Linked DNA regions of Mus musculus: region 2 is linked to region 1. A link is a contact called in public promoter capture Hi-C data. All regions are on one chromosome and are shown on one strand. The core of a region is the stretch at or near the end of the contact, and the rest is flanking DNA. Distances in the headings are between cores, read along the strand shown. Region 1 overlaps Max (Max protein). Region 2 overlaps Atp6v1d (ATPase, H+ transporting, lysosomal V1 subunit D).

The links. Promoter capture Hi-C pulls out the DNA fragments that hold promoters and counts their contacts.
Region 2: a contact with region 1 is called in a promoter capture Hi-C map of liver, with 5 times the contacts expected there. The contact joins two enhancer-like sites. A contact is called at or near these places in 6 of 39 promoter capture datasets (the 3T3-L1 cell line, embryonic stem cells, hippocampal neurons and 2 more), 2 of 484 Hi-C or Micro-C datasets (LSK cells and myocytes) and 5 of 115 datasets of contacts at active chromatin or transcription factors (embryonic midbrain, embryonic stem cells, large pre-B cells and 2 more).

What each region holds. Positions count from the first base shown.
Region 1 is chr12:76,954,289-76,960,185 of GRCm38.p6, reverse strand. The region is part of intron 1 of Max (Max protein); the gene reads left to right. Among named protein-coding and RNA genes, the nearest start is that of Max, 5.0 kb to the left of the region's middle. Within about 2 kb of position 2,290, at least 115 of the 459 cell types and tissues checked have an H3K27ac peak or open chromatin away from gene starts, as enhancers often do. A contact at or near this core is called in liver, where this site is marked.
Region 2 is chr12:78,839,462-78,845,358 of GRCm38.p6, reverse strand. Atp6v1d (ATPase, H+ transporting, lysosomal V1 subunit D) reads left to right here. Exons shown (of 9, transcript NM_023721.2): 8 at 55-133; 9 at 1,749-2,377. The coding sequence ends at 1,890. Mpp5 (membrane protein, palmitoylated 5 (MAGUK p55 subfamily member 5)) reads right to left here. Exons shown (of 15, transcript NM_019579.3): 15 at 4,645-5,897. Among named protein-coding and RNA genes, the nearest start is that of Atp6v1d, 19 kb to the left of the region's middle. Within about 2 kb of position 2,723, at least 26 of the 459 cell types and tissues checked have an H3K27ac peak or open chromatin away from gene starts, as enhancers often do. A contact at or near this core is called in liver, where this site is marked.

The DNA of each region.
Region 1 (5,897 bases), core at 1,041-3,540:
AAATGTTAAAATACTTGAAACACAGATTATTACTTTTTTGGGTGTGTTTATGTGCATTTAACTTTTGACTGTGCTAGGATTCGAACCCAGGGCCCTCGCATGCTGTGCAACCCCTCTGCCATGGAGCTTCAACCTCAGCCTATTTAATTGATTTTTTTAATTACATTTACTTAACGTGTGTGTGTGTGTGTGTGTGTGTGTGTGTGTGTGTGTATGTATGTATGTGTGTATGTATGTATGTATGTGTGTGTGAGTGTTGTGTGGTCACGTGTATGTGATGGCTCACATGTGAAGGTCATAAGAACCACTTGGATTCAGTTCTCTCTCTCAAACACATGGGTCTGGGGATTGAATTTAGGGTCATCAGGTTTGACCTCAGTGCCTTTACCCACTGAGCTATCTCTCTACCTTCTAGTTACCTGATTTTTAAACGATATATGACACAGCTGTTTAGGAACTTGTAGAGTTTGCAGGATGCAACTAGGCTTGGTGGTTCTGGTCGGTAAACCCAGTTACTGGGGAGGCTGAGGTAGGAGGATCAAACGTTCGAGCAATTTACTGAGACCCTGCCTTAACATACACAACACAGAGTCCAGGCTTGTGGCCCAGTATGTAAGCCCAGGGCTTCTGAGGCTTTGGCAGGAGTCTTCCCTGAATTTTAAGCCAGCCTGGGATATAGAATGAGTTCCAGCCTGGGCTACAGCATGAGATTCTGCCTCACACGAACAAGAACTCTCTACCTTTGTCTCTTTTTCTAGGGAACAAGTTTGTAGGATGCCAAATGATAGCTCTGATGTAGGACCTTACTATTCACAGGCTAAAAGCAGGTTCTTCAGTTGTATGTGTGCTTCGTTAGAGATTGTACAGCTTGCCTGAACACTAAGAAAACCTTATTTATTGAGTGCTGGTTGATTGAGTGCAGTAATCTCAGAGGTCTTAAGGATTGTTCTGAGAGCCTCGTGGAAGATAATGTTTTATTTCCTAATGAAGCATTACACATACTTACTTCCACGGAAAGTCAAATTCCTTTTTTGTTTTGTTTTTCAGCTATTATTCTCTCTCTCTCTCTCTCTCTCTCTCTCTCTCTCTCTCTCTCTCTCTCTCTTGAGAGAGAGGGAAAGGCATCTAAGCTGTCTTGGAACTCAGGGAGATCGGTCCACCTCAGGTTCCTGGATTAAATGGGATTTAATCAGCTGGGACTAAATGTGTCACCACCCTGCCTGGGTCCTATTAGTCTTAATACTATGGACTTGGTTGTTTTCTTTTGAACCTGTCCTACCAAAACAACAACAACAAAGCAACTTCTTTCCCCCCTCCCCAAGTCTCTAGTTCTAAGGTCTGCTGCAGGACTTGATGAGGGTTAGGGGGCAAGGGTTGGAACGGCTTGTTTTGAAGACTCATCCTTGAGCTGGAATTAGGTTTGCCTTTCAGTGAGCGATGCTTTCTTACTCTATGATATGATAAGCAGTTCCTGCAGGCTTTCTGCTTTTGAAAGCATCCACTTGGGTGGTGATGCACATTTATTGTTTCCACTCCCATGAGACTGGTTCTACTTTGTCTAGATGTTTTAACTTTTTTTTGTCATTGTTGTTAAGGTGCTTTGGGTTTTTCCTTTCACTTTGGGACATAGACAGTGAAATTTTTGTTGTTGCTGGAGGTTGAACCTTTGAGACCCTTTGTTTTCATTTAGTATGTTTATTTATTGAGATTTTTCTGGTAGCAGTTTATCATAGCATAGACAGACAAAGCAGGTATATTATAGATGGTGCATTGTCCAACTGTCACAGACGGGCTGGGAACATGTACTCCTCCATTATCCCTGTGAATACATCCATTTGCTTTTTAAAATTTAGTATAAATAATACAATTTTTTTTCTAAAATATGGGAAGCTATTAGATTTTATCTTTGGAAAACCATTTAAGAAATGTGGACTGTGAACGACCACATGTTTAGGACTACGGGAAAACTTTTAAGAAGTTATTTGGAACCCAAGTGTGGAAGCTCACGCTTGTAATCCCAGCACTCAGGATAACTGAGACAGGAGGATTACCATGAGTTCGAACTGAGCGATAGTCTCTCTGTCTCTCTCTGTCTCTCTCTCTGTCTCTCTCTCTCTCTCTCTCACACACACACACACGTTATTTGGAAAATGTTCTGTGGGTCCTAACATGAAAAGATGATCATAGTTCCTACGGTCAGTACAATATCTTACTTGTGAAGAGTGCAGGCCATTCAGATCAGTATGGGAGGGAGGCAGTGGAAAGTGAAACTGATCTGCCGAGTGCTGCACACGAGTGCTGCACACGGAAGCAGTCTCCAGTGAGCAGCAAACTGTTAGAGGAAGTCACCCTGAACACTGGTTACTAAACTTAATAATTGCAGAATCTCACTAGTACTTTTTGGGGGGTGGAGTGGGGGAGTAAGTTGTATTTTAAAACTAAGTTTCTGAGGCAGTTACTTTATGCAAGGGGTTCCTTTTGCTTTATTTCTGTTTGGATAATTTCTCTGGGAAAGAGTGAAAGTGTATGTGAAATGTAGGATTCCTGAGCTGGTCAAGAAACCCGAGGCCTTTCTCTATGTACTGTCCTTTGCCGCGTCTGCTGAATCCAACATGTTGCACCTGCTCTGCTGGCTGGAGGTGTAAAGTAGGGTTGCACTCTTCCACTTCTAGTTCTTTCTGGTTTACAGTATTTTTAACTCCTCAGCTTTTTGCTTCTTTGGAGATTGAAGTGTATTTGGGAGGAAGGGAGTTTGACCACTCTGGAGGTTCAGGAAACTTGTGACAGAAGTGCTGCAAGGGCTGTAGTGCTTGTAGTGCTTCTGCTCAGCGCTTGCTCTGATGATGTAAAAGCCGCGTTCCTCCCTGCGCGTGTTGTGAGAGAGAAGACGGTGCTAAGTTTTTAAGGGTTGTGTGTTGCTTTGTCAAAAGGCTGACAGAATAAAAGAGTTGATCTAGGAACCCTATTTGATCTCTTTTGGGGACAAGGGAGGGTTATGACAGGGTTTTGCTATGTAGCCTGGCCTCCCCCTCTCCCTGCAGGAATTCTCCTGCCTCAGCCTCCTGTGGGGCTTACAGGTGTTATGTTATCAGGCCTGCCTTCCGTGTCCTAACCAAGAATTCCTTCCGCTAAACAGCTAGTGTAATGGCACGTGTGGGTTGTAGTGTTCCCAGGTTCTTTTAGACTCCAAAAGATGGTAGAAACCTCAAAAGCAAATATATTGACAGAAATGTGTATCAGCTGTAGGCTTCAAACAGAAGAGCTAGGAACCTGGAGTTAATATCTGCCTACTAAAGACACTAGTGAGATTATCTCATCTCAGGTGCCTGTTGTTTCATGTTGCAATTTTTAGGTTACTTTTGAGTTGCTTAGGAATTGTTTTATTTAATTCACCAAACAGAAGTAATACGTGTACTGCGTGAGAGTTCGGAGCCTTTGTATTCAGCAGTCTTAGTGTTTTAGTGAAGCTTGCTGGATAGTCCTGTGACTCTGTTGTCTAAAGAGACACCATTACATTTCTCAAAATAAATATACTAAATAGCCACTAAGGACGACACACGTTCTCTCCACATTGGCATTGAGAAGATTCCCCCTATATGGTAGAACAGTTAGGTGCCAGGCAGCTTGGAAGAAATGGCATTCTGGAAAAATCTTGTACATCTTTACAGTAAGGTGTTTCTTTCTCCATGCTAGGCCTCGCAGGAAGTTGGGTTGCTGATTGGTGAGATGAGTAAATGGAGATGCATTTTCTGTGCAGTAAGTTGAAAGGAAATACTCTGGAGAGAGTGCCTCGATTCTGAACGGGTCTCCTTAGCTTCGTGTCCTGTCAGTTTAGCGACTAAGCTTGCTTTCAACATTGAGCTGCACTAAGATACACATGCTTGTTAGTGTGAGAGGTGGACAAATTATAGGTGACGGGTTTGCTGCTGTCTGCCAGCGTGGAAAAGTTTGGTGGAACTACAGCTGAGACTGAGTAAAAGCCTTGGCCTAGACATCAAAGCTGGAAGCAATTTGGTACTGTAGTTCCTGGTGAGCAGCTGTGGACCACTCTCTGGTATCACAAAGCCCCTAGTACTTCTCTTAGTCTGGGACATGCTGATGAAGAAGGGCTTTATGACAGAAACTGCAAATCCTGTGTTACAGAGCAAGCAGTGTCCAGCATCTACTCCTGAGGATGTATAGGGGAGTCATTTGGGAACCTGTGACATCGCCCAAAAAGACCTCTGTGATCTATTCCACAAGGGTACCACCGGTCCCAGTGTCAGCATGACCAGACACTTCTCGGTATAGGCAAGAGAGTGTACACTCACCTGAATTGCTTTGTTCCGCTGTTGCTGTTGATTGCTGTGCTGCTTTAAAAAGACAGCTCCTGGGAGGATCTCCAGCACCTTCCGCCGAGGATCTTTACCTGGTTTTTCTTTCCTCAGTTCTGAAAGCTTGGCCTTTTGGGAAAGAGCTGTCAGCAAGAGAAGATGGCTAACAAGACAGTATAATAGCCTTCCCATTGGCCCATCACACAAAGCTAGGGGGTATCTGCTTCATCTTCAGCATAGAAATACTTTGCAGAGAGAACCCTCAGCCTTGTGTGAAGGTGTGTCAAGTTTTCCTATGCTCTGTAAGCACTGGAAATGTCACTTAATTCAGAGTTGCCTGGAATTAGGCATGTGAGTTGGGCATGTTTTTCACGTGTGCTTGCAAATGAGGCCAGGGGAGGGGAAAACAAGTCCATCCTTGCGGCTCTCTGTTTAGGCAGAACAGCCGAGGGTAGGCATGGCAGGATTGCTTGCTCTAAGACTCCCCCGTTCTGCTAGTTAAATTGGGTCTGGAACCACCACAGAAATTCCATCCACTGCTTGGAGAACAACAGTCCCCAGCCCAGGCTTTCTACCAGGCAGTGGCCTGCCGCCTTTCGTAGCCGAGCCAACTTCTAACTTGGCTGGCTCCCCAGATGAGAAGCCAAGATTTCTGCTCATGGTCTACGGCCAAGTTCACTACAGTCTTCCAACCAAACGACTTGTTGTCCATCTGAGTCCTTTCAGTGCTCAGCAAACGGGAGGGGGTGGTGCATCTTGTGGGATGATTTTGTTGTTTGGTTAAACTTAGCTCCTTGCTTGCAGCACAGGCCCACAGGAAACCAAGACCAACTTAGCTCTAACTGCTTGGGATTTTTAGGGTTCTCCCAAAAAGAAAACAGACAATTAGGATTTTATTTGTATTAACAGGAGGGATTGTGGGTAACTGGGGTCACTGCTTCCGTGCACAGCTCTTAAGCTGGGAGGAGGGCCAGGAGTCAGGGTGATTTAGTAGACAGGAGTATCTTGGACTGCTGCTGAAGACCAATTGATTTGCATGTAAATAGACCATCTTGGAAATTAGAGTAAACACCAGAGGTCTAGTCCATGCCAAATGCTGGTCCTAGGTCTCTTGGGCTCCTCAGGTACGGATTGTGACAGGCCAGTTTACCTCAAGCTGTCTCACACTGCCGCTGGAGGGTGGCTGTAGTTATCTTGCCCAGTGTTGTATAATATCCTCTAACCTCAGGTACCTGGTTTTTCAAGCTTAATTGTCCTTTCAGATTCCTTTTCTATTTTCCATATAACTAGTTGAGAAAATATTTTGCTTAACAGTGAACTGAGGTTTGAGAAGGGTTAACTTTACAAGTCCTTCAGGACAGTGGCTGTAATGGGGATTTGTAGCCGATTAACAACTGTAGATAGGCACCTAGGGATCAGGAGAAAAGTGCAGACCTCAGTGAGTCACAGACTTTAGAATTTGATAGGAGAAGAATTTCAGGTCCTTTTCTTCTCATGGCTCTGTCTGATTCTGTCTGACCATCTTTTCTAGTACAAGGATTCTTTGAAAGCAGCATTTAACTTGGTTTTCTCTTGTTGCTGCAT
Region 2 (5,897 bases), core at 1,474-3,973, 1.9 Mb before region 1:
GGATCTTTTTAAAGGGCGGTTAAGTTCTCACATATGTATGTTCTTAAACTCTAGTCATTATTCCCCGGATTGAACGCACCCTTGCCTATATCATCACAGAACTGGATGAGAGAGAGCGAGAAGAATTCTATAGGTTTGTGGAAATTGGCACTTACTGGTTTTTTGTTTTGTTTTCCATATGTACAGGTTTGGTTTGCTCAGTGACTAATGTACTTAATGAACTTTGGAATAAGCACAGTTGGTATTTTGTTTTGTTAAATAAAAAGCAAGAAATAAATGTTGGGCATGTGGTACTTGCTTATTATCCCAGAACTCAGAAGGCAAGACTGTAAGCTGCTTAAGGCTATCCTGGGCTATATTAGAATACACACTCAGAGGAAAGAAAACTGAAAGCAGAAATTATAAACGTAATCCCCCTTGCCTGCATTTGATTTTCATTTCAGTTGACTGTGGCTAACTGCAGTCCAAAATGTGAAATAGAAAATGAGAGACCTAATATGTGGGTTTTCAATTGTATGCTCTTCTATGTAGCATGAGACTTTGTGGTCCCTTGCTGACAGGTGAAGCAGCATCCTTTCATCTAACATACCCACCCTGTATACTACCTGCTGTCAGTCACTTAGTACACATCTGTTATTAGAGCTGGTATCGGCTGTCACCACAGTGGTGCTGTGTTTAAGAGGTGAAAGTTTTTGACTTATGGGAATAATTGTTAATACCTTACTATACTTAATTTTCAAATTAAACTTTATCAATTTTTTAAAAAAGATTTATTTATTTATTATATATGTAAGTACACTGTAGCTGCCTTCAGACACTCCAGAAGAGGGCGTCAGATCTTGTTACAGATGGTTGTGAGCCACCATGTAGTTGCTGGGATTTGAACTCTGGACCTTTGGAAGAGCAGTCGGGTGCTCTTACCCACTGAGCCATCTCACCAGCTCCAACTTTATCAATTTTTAACCACATTTGCTTTAGTATACAGATAGAAAGTTTAGTTACAAAGGGCTGACCATGCATGAAAAAGCATAATATACAGACTTTCAGATCTGCTAGTCTTAGGATGTATCCCCTGCAGAGAGCAGGACTACTATATTTTCAAAGGCTGTAGAGATCAGTGTCATGTTTTGCACATAGATTAAACATGGCATAAAAATTTATGACTCTCAGAAAAAGTAGTAAGATTATTCTTTAAAACAAAAGAGTGGCTAGGCAGTAGTGGCACACACCTTTAATCCCAGCACTTGGGAGGCAGAGGCAGGCGGATTTCTGTTAGTGCTGAGAAATGATGATGCCCACTGGCTGTTTATGAAGATTTAGAGCAGTATGGGGAAATAAATAGTAAACAAAGGGATTGTGCTCTAAGCTTGCGTCAGTGGAGGGAGGGCAAGCGAGAGGTGTGCTTAGGGAAGCATGCTGTTCTTAGCTCTTGGAGCAATTCAGTGTAAAGTAGAACTGTCGTTATCATTCATGTTTAGGGTTATAGTGACTCAAAAAATGTAAAAGCGGAATGCTCAAAATCTGTTCCAGTGCAGAATGGATTTCAAGTTTTATTTAATATAGAATAGGGTATAGGGCTACTGCAATCAGATATTAGTGTTTATTCTCAAATATTTTGAGAATGAGTTTTAAATTACTGAAAATGAAAGTCAGAATCTAGTTTTCCATGCTCATTGCCTAGTTAAAGAAACTGAAGACATTGAGTTTCTATGCACTGAAACAGCATTCAGAAAGTCCCCTTCTTGCAGGTTAAAGAAAATACAGGAGAAGAAAAAGATTATCAAGGAAAAATTTGAGAAGGACTTGGAGCGGCGGAGAGCAGCTGGAGAGGTGATGGAGCCTGCCAACCTGCTGGCTGAAGAGAAGGATGAAGACCTGCTGTTCGAATAGCTGCCCTCGTCTGCTCCCTTCAGACTGAGCATCAGCTCCATGTTAACTCAGTGTGTAGGTTCGGTATGTGTGGATATTTATTTTGGCATATGAATTTCTCTGGCTGTAAGATTTATCAGAATGCCTTGTAAGACTTTTTCCTGCATCATAATTCAGCAACCCGAGATTTGCAAAACCTGCCCAGCAACCTACAGAATTTCCTCTGTGAAAAGTGTCATATTATTCTATTTACAATTGTTTGACCGATCTGTTTAAAACTTTAGGAAATATGTACTATAAACATTCATGGTCGCAGGCAAAGGCTGTGAGCAACCTTCCTTCCTACCCACTTGGAAACCTTGCCGCTGTTGTCCGAGGCTGTACAGCCATTGTGTTCCTATGGCTCAATTCTTCACCTATTTTTCTTTGCACGATATGTGTTTGTAATGGAAGCAGTTCTGCCCATTTAAATGTGACCTATGAACAGAGTAAAATGATTTTAAAAACATGTTGTTTCTTTTTCTTTTTGAGAATTAGCTAAGAATAGTGATTGTGTCCTTATGCTCAGATCACTGACCTTCCTGCCAATCTAGTGTGCTACTAGATTTGAGATAGTTTATTGCATATTGGGCTACTAATAAGTGACCACTAGTACTATGTAGGCTTCTTAATACTTCCTTCCTAACCTAAGAACAATATTCATTCCTATTTTGGACTAATCAGATAGCTTTTGCTTAGGAGCAATAGCATTTTGCTGTTTTTTTTTTTTTATGAAGATAATATGCCAGTGGACAGACCAAATGGTGTTTGAGGTTCAGTATTGCTTAATTTGGCCTGATTATCTGTGAGTACTCAGACTTTAGTGTAACCAGTTCTGTGTGTTCTGGGCTTGCCTGGGCAAGACAGTTCTTGGTTATGAGAGTGACACCAGCATTAACGGAGTCTGACCAACTGCTACCACAGTAAAGATACTAAATGATTCTGCAAACATTTAGGACTATTTGCCAGGTACTTACTGATTTGTGTGTTTATGTTCTCAAAATCATGAGAAGGTTTTTTTTTTTGTTTTTAAAACTGGTGCTACAGAGCCTACTCAAGTCTCATGCTAAACACACCCCAAGTCCAAAAATATGTGTTTTAGCCCATTCCGTAGAGGAAAGAAAGACTTGAGACACGGGGAGCTTAATTGCTTTTAAATTAAAGCTACAAAGTGGTGACAGTGAATCTAGAATTTAAGCCCAAATAGTCAAACTTAAGTTTTATAAAAAGCTGTGTGTGTGTGTGTGTGTGTGTGTGTGTGTGTGTGTGTGTGTGTGTGTGTATTCCCAGGATAGAACTGCAGTTGGGATTTAGGGGCAGACATCTCACTGACCATAAAAGTTTACTCACTTAAGTTTTTGTTTTTTGGTATGTGCAAATACACGTTTTGCATATGCACATGGAGGCTAGAGGACAACCTTTAGAGCTGTTCCTTAGACCTGTCTGTCCATCTTTGTTGAGATAATCTCATTGGCTTGGAGCTTGCCAAACAGGCTAGACTAGCAGGCTAACAAGCTGCAGGGATCTGTCTCTGGCATTCCCATGCAGGAATTATAAGCATGCACTTCTGGGTTGTTCTTATCTATAGGGATTCTGGGTGGGGGAGGATCTGATTTGTAAGAAACCAGATGTAGCTCACAGAAAATGTCAAGTTCACATATACACACACACACACACACACACACACCACAAAAAATTAAGTAGATACATTTGTATGGTCAGTGAGATGGCTCAATCCCACAACTTAAGTTCCATCCTGGGACCCACATGATGAAAAGAAAAACTGACTCATGTGAACTGTGCAGTGACCTGTGGCATATACACACCACACAGTAACAATGAATTGTTCAGCAAGTTACTTTGTGAGGTGTTAATTGTACCATTTCAGTTGTGCATATGGAGAAATTGAACAGCTTATATAAGTTAAATAGCATAGGTGGAATGAATCCAAGTCCAGGGGATCTTGATTTCAAAGGCACAATCCTTGAGCTAACTAGGTACTGCTTTTAGTTTGAAGATAGCCACATTTAGGTTATTTACTTATTGATTGATTGATTGATTGATTGATATCCATATATTTGAAAGCATTGGACCAAAGGCATTTTAATTTCTCATGTAGCTGCAGTAAAGCTCTGGTGCTTAAACTGTCCACAGACTTACAGATGATTTCCTATTGAGAGACCGTCTTACTGTGCTCCAGGTGGTCTGGCGCTCAGCATCCTCCTGCTGCAGCCTCCTAAGTGCTGAGATTGTAGGCATACACCATCACATTCAGCTAAAACTTTAGATGGCCTATGGTTTCACATTAAAAAGTCAAGATTAAATAGTGGGTAAATATTATTGAGTTCTGGGAGTGGAAGTGAGCTGATCCAAAGGGGATAAATCAGGAGTGGAAAAGCCAGTCGTCAAAACTGTGGTGTGACCCCTCTGGGTGATAAACAGTGGGAGAAGTACACTAGGTGCTAACAGCCCACATCCTCAATTCCTGGCTGCCTGTTTTATACCTCTTCCCTCTCAGGTTTTGTGCTAACAACTTTAAATTGGCTATTTTCAATACTTGTAAAGGCCAGAGGTGGTGGTGCATGTCTTTAATCCCAGCACTCAGGAGGCAGAGGCAGGCAGAACTGTGAGTTCCAAGAGTCAGGACTGTGTATCAAGACCAAACAACAACAACAAAAAGCTTGTTTGTTCCAACCAATAAACAGGACTATCTATGCCAATAAAGGACACCCCACATTTACACTGTAATTTGTATTCCACCTAAGAGTTTCCAGCAGTGTTGATCCTGACAATCCCTTGAAGGAGAGTAGTCTATATGTACACAGACCTTGGATATAAACATAAGAAAGTGTCCAGTGGCTTTTACAATTTGAAATATAGTTTTACTTTTTATTTTTATAATACATTGTGCAGTATAATATCTCAAAATGACGAGTGCAGAAACAAGACAGTACAAAGGGAGATCAACAACAAATGTCAGTGGCTACCTTCATTAAGGATAAATCCCTGCTTCATATTTTCCACACATTCGAAAAAATTACATTCAAATCATTCCTTATCAATATTTACTCCTTAGGCCATGAGAGAAGGAAAATAATCCATACACTAGATTTTCACAGAAAGCTAATGTGGACAAGTCAAAGTACTACCTATTTATTCTTAAGTATGAAAAAAATGAAGGTACTTCCTTGTTTGGATTTCCCGGGGACATGTCATTAGCTGGAGTTACCTACTTTGTTTTTGAGACAGGGTCTCCTGTAGCTGATGGTAACCTTGAGCTGCAGATCTGTCTGCTTCCACTTTCCAAGTGCTGGGATTACACCCATGAACACCCATGCTGGCTTTCTGCCACAGCCAGGGTTTTGTGCATACTAGGCGATACTTTACCGACTGAGCTGTGTTCCCAGCCAACCACGATTTTTCTGTAAGTGGCTAGGGCTTCCTGGCACAGCAGTTTCCAGTCAGAACCACAGAGGGATAGGAAATTGAATTGGCCCTAATGGCATACAATCACAGGTAAAACAAGGCTTTTTTTTAAAGCAGAGGCTAACTTTTCACTGTTTAGGACTATGTTGAGCATTAGTACATTCATAACCATTAGGATTTACAAAAGCTCAGGATGTACACTATCCTATCATGACTTACAAGTAAAGTATAGGATCTCGCTGACCTGGAGAATCTCAGTCAAAAACTACATGGTGGCATGGCAAGTGCCTGGGTATAGGCTCTGCTGTAAAGGTCTGTGTGAGAGTCTTGATAGCACATAGCCCCACTGACACTAACTTAAAACTTTACTTAAATCCAATATTCATCCTTTCATCCATGCTTTTCTTTCTCATTAAAAAAAGATATTTATTTATTTATTTTGAGATAGTCTGATGTAACTTAGACCAGCCTTAAACTTTAGATCTTCCTATAGGGTTACAGGTATTCACCAAGTCTCACCAGGCAGTATTTTTGGTCGGCACGCAGATCACAAAGCTCTACTG